Linked DNA regions of Aedes aegypti: region 2 is linked to region 1. Evidence: chromatin contacts called from public Hi-C data. All regions are on one chromosome and are shown on one strand. The core of a region is the stretch at or near the end of the contact, and the rest is flanking DNA. Distances in the headings are between cores, read along the strand shown.

Region 1 (5,015 bases), core at 1,336-3,835:
GTTCATTTATGGCCCCAATTTTTAAATTAAATTTTAAATTTGATATAGCCGTCATTTGAGCGGGGAAAAATGCTAAAATAGTTGCAGTTACATGCTCTTTCGTGTCATTAAATAAAAACAAGATTTCATTCAACATTTTAGGACTCAATTGGGTTCTAAAATTGTTAATGAAATCTTGTTTTTATTTAATAACACAAAAGAGCATGTTACTACAACTACTTTAGCATTTTTTCCCGCTCAAATAACGGCTATATCATGGTTAAGCTTTAATTTAAAAATTGGGTCCATAAATGAACCTTGACAATTTGATCAAGTTTGACGTTCGCTTAGGGTTCATTCATTTATTTCATAACGCCGAAAATTGCCATTTTCGACACCCACCCACCCCCTCGTAACGCTTTTGTATGAACACTTTACAAATTTTGTATGAGCCGTAACATCATGAGGACACCCACCCATCCCTTTTAGCCTTATGAAATTTGTGAATGAGCCCTTAGTCGACAAAAACACCACAGGGGTTTTAGTTTTAACACTGGGGTTGTTCCTATCTGACATTTCGGGAGGGACACGGAAAAGAAAATATACCCAAAATTTGAGTTTAAGCTAAGGGATATGAAAAAATTTAAAGAAACACGAAAAAATGTTTTTTGGACTTAAACTAACGGAAAACATTAAAAAATTGAGTAAACATGTATTTTTGGCCTAAACTTAAGCGTTTGGCATTAACATTAGGACAGGGCTTTAGGACCTTATTTTGTAGGGATTGTCCCCCAACTTACCGGATATTCGTGCCTACAGTAGCTAAAAAAATTTAACTCCTATAGAAGTTAAGATATTTATCATGGTCGCATTCGTTGACACAACTAATGTCAAGTAACTTCTAAAAAACTACTTATTTTTACTTTTTGAAAATTTTTCACCCAACATTTCTGGCTTTCTGAACTGGTTTTGTTTATTTCTTTCAGCCAAACTACAAAGAAAAAAGCAACAGCTGTTTTAAGCAAAAATAGGAATCTGACCAAAATTGTAAGGTATAAAACCAATAAAAAACATTACAGTGTTCTGTTACAGTATATTATATTGTTTTTGAATCGTGTATTCAAACAAGAATAATGTTGTTTCGACAGTAAATTACAATACGCTGTATTGTATCCAATACGTTATATTGTACATTAATGGTTTATTCCATACACTGAATGGTACGATTCTATCCGGGCAGTATCCTGCTGAAACCGGGACAAACTCCAGACCCTTAGCAAACCCAGGAGAATATCTACATGGTGTACCAGAACCTGCTGGAATTAGAATGTGTAAATTCCCAAAATAGATGTTTGCGAGAAAATTGATTACGCCTTCACCATTGTTTGGTCATTTTTTTTGTATGGTTGTTTACATTTCAGAGCCAGCGACACGTTGGGGTAGCAATATAGAGCCGCCAGTATCCAGCCAGCCTTGGTTTTTATGGCTCACCTCGATCGCCACTTGGATAGCATTTTCACTGATTTTGTGTTCTATAACTCGATATTGTGCTCTGCAAGATAAATCCACGTAATGCGATTATCTGAAAATGTGGATATACCGTCGCAGTGATAATGAAAACTACCAAATGTTTCAGATTTAGCAAATTCTTGAAGAACGAAAAAATCCAAGCCTACTTGAATTTGGACGTTGCGTTTGAATTGTGCGCATATCTTCTGCGCGTTACCGCCGCCGCTGGATGTGGATTTAATATAAGCGCTGCAATATCTCCCAGCTTCGATGATCCCTTCAATATCGAGTAATAGAGAGTTGACTTAAGTCCATTATTTATTTAGTTTTTTGTCTTCGAAACCAAAAGTCTTGGGCTTGTTCATATATTTCATAACGCTAAAATGGGCTATTTTGGACACCCACCCACCCCCTTGTGACGCATTTTGTATTGGTATTTTCCTGTTTTTGTACGGACCGTACACGCAAAAAAATTGTGCGGTAAAAACTACCATTCTAGGGGGTTAACTTAAGCGCTCGCACCGGCAATTTTCAGCAGACCAGAAATGCGCTTGATTTTACCATGTCTGTAGTTGAAATCAGATTGTTGTAAATTATTTCTGTCAAATGTACCAGTATTGCGGTGGGGTGTACCGTAAACATAGTATATTGGTCTGAATTTCCATGGTAGTTTTAAGAATGGGCGTAGTCAGCTAAAATAGTTATTTTTACCACAGATTTTTTTCCCGTGTAACATCGCAAGGACACCCACCCACCCCCTCCAGCGTTATGAAATTTATGAATGGGCCCTTACGAAAACCAGAAATTAGTTAATTTGGGTTGATTTCAAGTTCCGTGTAAAGTTTGTAAATAAAAGCTTTTTCCATAAAGCTCGATGCACGCAGCCATATCGTGGCAATTTGAATCTGTTTTGAATGACGTCACCCCTAAACTGCAGTACAGTGTAGTGAGAGGAACAGAGACAGCATCGGCCTAATTGCTCAACCTGTTCATACGCCTCATTTGCCATAATCGCTCTTTCCTTCTCTGTTCCATTGGAAGCTTTTGGAGAACTGCATGACTGCTGGCGCTGGGCTTCGGAAGGTTCGGAAGCAGTGAAAAACTTTGGATGCGGTCTGTCCGTAAGTGAGCGTAGTCGAGTAAAGATGGTCGTCGCCGTCGCGCTGTAAAATTTTAGTGCCGTGTTAGTGTGAAGAAAAAAATATTGAAACCAGCAAGTGAAAATAGCATAAATTCGAAGAAAACGGTGCATATTCCGTGAGGATTTGTGTTGCAAAAGGTGATACGGTAGTGCGAGTACAGTTTGCGATCGCGTAGACGATCTGAAAGTACAGTTTAATTCACGAAAATCGATTAATTGGGATGTGAGTAATTTTTTTTCTACTTATGCTTTGCGCCTGGGCCGATGAAAAAAGTTTTCTCCTTCATTCACACTCGCTTGCACGTATTCTTGTTGGAAAGAGTGGTCGAATAGAGGAAAAATCGGATCTCGGCCTCTACTGTAAATGAGTGTGCGGCGGCGAAAAGCAGTAAAGTCATCAACCATCAAGGGGAAAAGTGAGTGCGGTCCAGAAGAGAAAAGCGACGACGACAACGCCCATAGCGCAGATATTTTGGGGGCCATGATGGGTGCCAAAACGGCGCAGCATGATCGGAAGGAATGAGAGGGAAACATATTTTAAATGAATCGATGACATCATCGGCCATCATCATTCTTATTTTTCTCACCCACCGTCATCGACCGATGCATTTTTATTCTCGTGAATGTCATGCTGTCTTTCTTGATGTTGTCCGCTTCATTTCATAAAATGAAATCTAAATTAGTCAGAGATAGTGAAATCATTTTGGACAAGGGGCCACTCGGCTTGTGTTTTTATTAATTTGACCTCGCAACCATATTTTGTGTCGAGTATGCAATGAAAAGAGATAGGCGCGAGCTCGTGAAAATTTCGGCTTTTGTATGTGTGTGGAGAGAGTGCGGGCAATACAATAGGGTGTCCCAGAAAAAAAAATCAATGTTCGAGAAGTCATGGTGCCCTAGAATGAAAGATCATATCTCGCGTAACAATTCAAAAGGGCCAATCTTCAGATCGTTGACTCTGAGAAAATTCGATTTGAATATTATTCACACATTTTCAATTCCTATTTTTCAGTATTCAATTCAATCAATGTGATTTCTTGCTAGTTGAGTGACGATTATAATAATTGATTTAATTCTAATAATTGATTTAATTCTGAAAACTGACAAAAATGTGGAAAAAATGATAAGTTTAAATGCTTGGCCCATTTTCGATTTTCATCAAGGCATGGGCCTTTTGTATTGGCCAAAATAGAATTTTATTAGCGTGCTTGGCTCAAGGCTAGGCCTTTTCGGTTTTCAATGAATGAGCAAGAGAGAGTCATTGGCCTCTCACCATGTTAAGGCCAATGACAGTTTGCGAAATTTTCCGATTGTAGGCCCTCTTGATGGAGCGAGAACCAATCATTGGCCTTTTCGAGTGGGGGCCAATGGATGATTTGGAAAAAAGCGGTTATTGGCCGTTTTGAAAATCGAGTTTATAACGGTAAGTTTTATGATTATGTTGACAATGTTTGCATAGTTTGTGGGTGTTGGGAGATGCTATCGAATGGTATCAAAACCCGATTTGTTTACAATTTGATCATTGGCCCTTTAGAACTGTTACGCGAGATATTATGCTTATTCATAGTATCTTTGTAGAATAAATCAACTTTTCGAGCCTGTCAAATAAACGAAATAAATAAAAAAAACAACTTTCCAAAAAAAACCGATTAGAGGTTCCGCCAGATCGATTCCAGTTATCATTTTTGATAGAAATAAACATATTTTTACGTTTTGTGCAGATGTTTTTAAAGCCTACTACAATTTGTTTTTTTAAGTACTTTTAGTGTGTGATAGTGTATTATCCACAACACTAAAATTTAATGAGATTTAACGTACGATTACAAACAATCTGTTCTACAATCACTATTTGATGATTTTTTAAGAGTTGGTTACTCACGGCTCCCTGTTCACTTAAGTCATAACTTATTAAACAAATATTTATCAAGCAATGTATTCATGTATCGTAACCGGTCGTTGAGAACGTCGCCCATTGGAAGCCCGCACGATAGATCTCAGCCAGTACGTCGTTGGCGAGTAGTGTGTTGTATTTCAATACCTAATAAATAATGCGTTCTCGGGCTAGGCATTGCATATAAATAGTAAGCGTTGTGTTTGGATAAGCATCTAATTCTTCCGAAAGAGGTGCGCTTTGCGAAAGATGACCACGTGATTATTGAGTTGAAATCGAATTCAGGTTAACTTCTGCTCCAATGAGTATTCTCGTGGTGTAGGGGCAACGCGCCCTATCTAGTGAACAGGGAGTCGTGAGTTCGTTTCTCACCAAGAAGACGTGTAACTTTTTCGCAAAACTCACGTCAATTTGTCCGTTTAAGGCCGCACGGGACGTCATTATAATCTCCTTATCCGTTTGAAGAAGCAAATCTCAATTACCACTCCATATATC
Region 2 (5,015 bases), core at 765-3,264, 44 kb after region 1:
ATTCGAGACGTCTTGCCACAGCAAGAAGCACGGCTCAAGAACATCTAAAATGCTGAGATCGTGGGTTAATGACGCCACCGCCTTGTTTTGGCATTGTTATAACAGCAAATGGTGAGAACAAACTCTTAAGAATAAATATACTTGGTCAACTGGGGCACAACCGGCGTTCGGTGTATTGGTGTCTTACAATTACACATCTAGAAAGCTGCCGAGCGATGACTTACAATTTGAATTCATTTCATGTGTTTTGAAGCAATTTTTCTTTTGCTCGATCCCGTTAACCTACTCGTAGCACTACCAGCACTTGTATGTTTTCGTTTTGAGGGCGCATTGAGGTGTGAAACGTTAGGATGGTTTTTTGTTTTGATCATTTCTTATTTTTTCTCTGTTTGGCTTACAGCATTGGACACCACGTTTGAAACTTTTTCGATTTGCAATACAAAATAGTCAATTTTAAAATCCATTCATTAGCATTTACTATGGATTCTATAAGATCCGATTTTCAAGTATCCATCTTGATCATTGTTTAAGAATTCTCTAGGAATTTATATCAAATATGTTTTGGTATTGCCTAAAAAATTTCTTCCTGGCATCATTTGTAGGAAGTTGATAGTGATTTCTATATAAATTTCTATTCGATATTCTTCCAGTCGTACTTTTTCGGATTGTTCCGGAAATGGAATCATGTCATAGACAAGGTATTTTTAAAGAGGATTCCTAGAATTCCAATTTCCAAGAATTTCCAAGATAAGTCCCCTGAGGAATACTTCAAAAGTTCAAACAAACTCGAACTTTATTTAAGATTGTTTTGATAATTTGCAATGGAAGTTGTGATGGCTTTTCATCTACTGATCTCTTCGGCACTAATTCTGATTTCTACCAACAGTGATGTTTTCTAAAACAGGCTTTTAAATCAAATGAAGATACAATATTACATTTGAATGAAAGTTAACTGTAATAAAATCATCATTCCATTTCAATTGGCAGGTCAATCATTCCGTCCTGCATAGCTGACCCTTCTTGCTGAAACTCGTTTCCTCTAAACGTTGTTTGAATTAATGAATCTACGAGCGATGATGTCAATTGTCGCGACTATGATGGGCTTCTTCGAATAAGAATAACAAACTCAAAGAAACGTGCCTTTACCCATAAACATTTCAATAATCGTACAGCTACATATCTCAGAAATGCAATCGCGCCTCGGTCAGTCATTCAGTACATCGTTCGTCAAATAACTGTAGCTTTCCGAATGAATGACATTTGCCCTACACTTGATTCTCATGGTACTTTATGAGGTAACACCGGCTACCATCATCATCGACTGGGCGTTGGCCGAGGCGGCCGGTAGACAAATGAAAGAAAATAAAACAAGCGGAATCAAGAGGAGGAAACTTGCGATGAAAAGTAAATAAGTTCGAATCGGTTTAGCTTTACTGACACCGACACCCGATCGCGATGTGTGTATTGTTAGGGTGGTTCAAATTGAAAGAAAAAGTTTAACAATTCCATCACATGTTGCACAATACTTAGGGCTTGTTCATATATTTCATAACGCTGAAATTGGTCATTTTGGATACCCACCCACCCCCTCGTGACGCTTTCTGTATTGATACTCTTCAATTTTTGTATGATCCGTAACAACGTTCGGACACCCACCCACCCCTTAAAGCGTTTTGAAATTTGCGAATGAACCCTTATGATGAAAATAGAATTGTGTCAAATTTCCAGCCCTTTTGGTGAGAATTTGAAAGTGTCCCAAAGACGTTGAAGGAACTAAAATAATACTTCTAATACCAGTAGAACTATCAGTACTATTGTTGATGTTAGTATGAATTACCGAAACTTGTTACTTGAGTTTCAATGAAGAAACTTGTTCAATAATAGCAGCAAGCAATTGTAAGCAACTAGAATTTCAAACTTTTCTGTAATTTGAACCGCCCTAATACATTGTTTGCTTCTTGTGGATGGCCCTCGATTTCCACATTAGAATCATAGTCTTTGCTCATATCGTGGCGGCGGCCCCACTTGTTTACATAGTCATGGCCGTTGGAGACGATAAGCTTGACACAGTCACATACATTCTACACATAGGTAACCAGCTCCTCCATGCTGCCTATTTAGCTGCGTTTTGAATGGCTAGTGATAATGTGAGTGTCTAATGTTCGTCAACTGATAATAAGTGGAACGGGGCATGTGCATCGTACTTCAACCGTGAAAAAGGTGATCATAATTTTGTGGGTTTTATAAAATTTCGATTTATTGTACTCTAATTGCAACGGTAGAATACAAATTCAACCCAAAAAAAAATGTCCAATAAACCTACCAGTGTTATTTGCGATAAAATGCAACGACTGCTTTTGGACTAAGTTCAATTCAAATGATGGTAATTATCATTACAATCACGTTTTATACAACCTGTTGCAGGCCTTATAAAACATTAACGTTAATTATTAAGTTCTGGTCTTGAGTCCCAACCGGGATAGAGCCTGCTCCCCAGCTTAGAATCTTTATGAGCACTTCAACAATTATGAACTGACAGCTTTTTTGCATCTTTATATCGTTGTCACTCGAAGATGCTTCATGCACAGGAAAGTCAACAAAATTTCCAATCCGAAAAGATCCTAGACCAGTGGAATTCGAACCAACGACCATCAGTATGGTTTTGCTGAGTCCCATAACCCATAACTCTTATGTTATGTTGTGTAAATATCGATAATTAACATAGTTCTATGTATTCAGTTTGTGAATTGGAGATATTATCGATAACAATTTATAACTTCATTCAAAATAAGTTCGAAATGTTTATAGGTAGTATCAATAAATCATGAACAATTTGTTTGTAAATAATTCGTGGCAACAACAACAACTTAGTCAATGTTACATTTGAATATCTTCAAAACTGTAAACATCTGATAATTTTGCTCGAACTACCGAGAGATACTGTTGAATCGTTCATATATGATGTCATCACTTTTCGTTATTCGCCTTTGCTGCTGCTAACAGTCAATACCAAATGTCCATTCAGCTGACCTCTCCATTCGTTGAAAAATTTACTCCACTATTAGGTGGTTGTCGTGCTCGTGTCAAACGTTCCATTCTGTGTCGAATGTGTGTTAGTTGTTGGTAATGTTTGGAAGTTCATCTTCCATACACACAGGCCCACCCAAAACCTGCTAATCTCCACTAAACACCGAAGTAAAGTACGTTCAAGTGTATTTTTATCAAATCCAACATGTGTGCACAGTCGGGTGTTGTTGTCGTATGGCAGCAGAGTTTATTCTGCCAATTAGTTGAAAAAAAAACACGACTGGGCACTGACAGCATCCGCTGTTCGGAGAGATATATTTGCTGCAGAGCTGGTTTGTACATAATCAGATTCGGATTGAAACATAAATTAATCCGTACAAGGCCCTGGTTAATCTTGAAGCAATTTGAGACTCAGTATGTTTGTCTCTATATTCTCAATGCTATTATTGATCTTTCATAGTGAAAAATGAAAATGATTTCTAAACCCATACGCACATGTTTTATCTGAATGTAGGCTGATGCTACAAATGGTTATTCTGGTCGATAGGTAGCTGAAGTCTGTTCCATTTAATATTTAACCGCTTCTTGTTTCCACCTCTAGTTTTCATATCGACAAACTTATCACAGCCTTTTGATCCGGAAGAATTGTTGACCCAGTAGTAAAACATTCATGAGGATTCATACATATTTGCAAAAGTTATCGTAGTTGAAACGTAAAAGACGTGCGAGAAAATTATCATCCACCAAAGTCTACATGTATCCACCGGATCAAACAATTTTTGGCAATGACCAAGCATAAATCTATGAAATAAGTCAAAATAACAAAAACACCGTCTGGGTTTGTCATTTTCTAGAAAAAAAATGACAGATAAGGTAGTCAATGGCACTGTGCAAGAATTTATAGGTGAATTTCAGTAAAAAGTTTGAAAACTCAACTAGGAAGCTAAGAAATATTTTTTTCTTATGTTTTCCCTTGCTCAATAAAAATGCTTCAAAACGATGCGCTAAGATTTTTTGTACGTTTTTTCCTCTCCGAGAAATCACTTATTTTGTGTGGCCAAATTATAAGTGGAACCGAGTTTAGTACATCACATTGCATTATCGCAAGTTGTCTTCTTCTTCTTCTTCTTGGTATTACGTCCTCACTGGGACAGGGCCTGCTTCTCTGCTTTGTGTTCTTATGAGCACTTCCACAGTTATTAACTGAGAGCTTTCTTTGCCAATGTTGCCATTTATGCATTCGTATATGGTGTGGCAAGCACGATGATACTCTATGCCCAGGGAAGTCGAGGAAATTTCCTTTACGAAAAGATCCTGGACCGACCGGGAATCGAACCCAGACACCTTCAGCATGGCTTTGCTTTGTAACCGCGGACTCTAACCATTCGGCTAAGGAAGGCCCCAAGTTATAACAAGTCTGATAAATAGGAGCAGCAAACAAGAGCCCCAAAGAGAAAGCGATGATAAAATCCATTTTTCTCGCTTGTTTTCCGTTGGGGGTAGGTGCTTTACTTTACTGGTACAATAAACAACCGCCGAACTTCCGAAAGCAATAGTGTCCCCAAGGTTTGCAGCTTGTTTAGAAGGGTGTTATCATGCACTGCTCTCCCCCGATCTGATCAAAGTTGTAGCAGTATACGATAAACAATATCTCAAAATGTGCTGCATATTATGGTAGTTACAGAGAGTGGTACGTGAGAGATTCTCTCAATTTTTTCAGGATTTGGTTCAACCACATTTAATCTGAATTGAATTAGTTCTGATTCGAATTAAATTTAAATTTGTCAAGCACAGAGGTTTACAGAAAATGCGTTATATTGTATTACTTCTATAGCCAAAAAACGATACAATCAGTGCTGGAAAGCGTCAATGTAAATTGAGGGTGTCGCGCGACTTTTCCATACACACTTAAATCAGAATGCCGATCTCAGCTGTGCAAATCTCGGTTAAAGTTCGTTCGCTGACAACTCAGCAAATGTGACGTTTGA

Evidence for each region. A called contact is a pair of places that touch in the nucleus more often than the background predicts.
Region 2: a contact with region 1 is called in a Hi-C map of whole pupa, with 2.5 times the contacts expected there. The contact joins the enhancer-like site here to the promoter of LOC5579853 in region 1. A contact is called at or near these places in 2 of 2 Hi-C or Micro-C datasets (whole body and whole pupa).

Annotation. Positions count from the first base shown.
Region 1 is chr3:218,752,875-218,757,889 of AaegL5.0, forward strand. It overlaps LOC5579853 (spectrin beta chain), which reads left to right and starts at 2,586. Exons shown (of 13, transcript XM_021852812.1): 1 at 2,586-2,852.
Region 2 is chr3:218,797,892-218,802,906 of AaegL5.0, forward strand. The region is part of intron 1 of LOC5579853 (spectrin beta chain); the gene reads left to right. Among protein-coding and RNA genes, the nearest start is that of LOC110678997, 3.9 kb to the right of the region's middle. Within about 2 kb of position 2,015, at least 2 of the 3 cell types and tissues checked have open chromatin away from gene starts, as enhancers often do.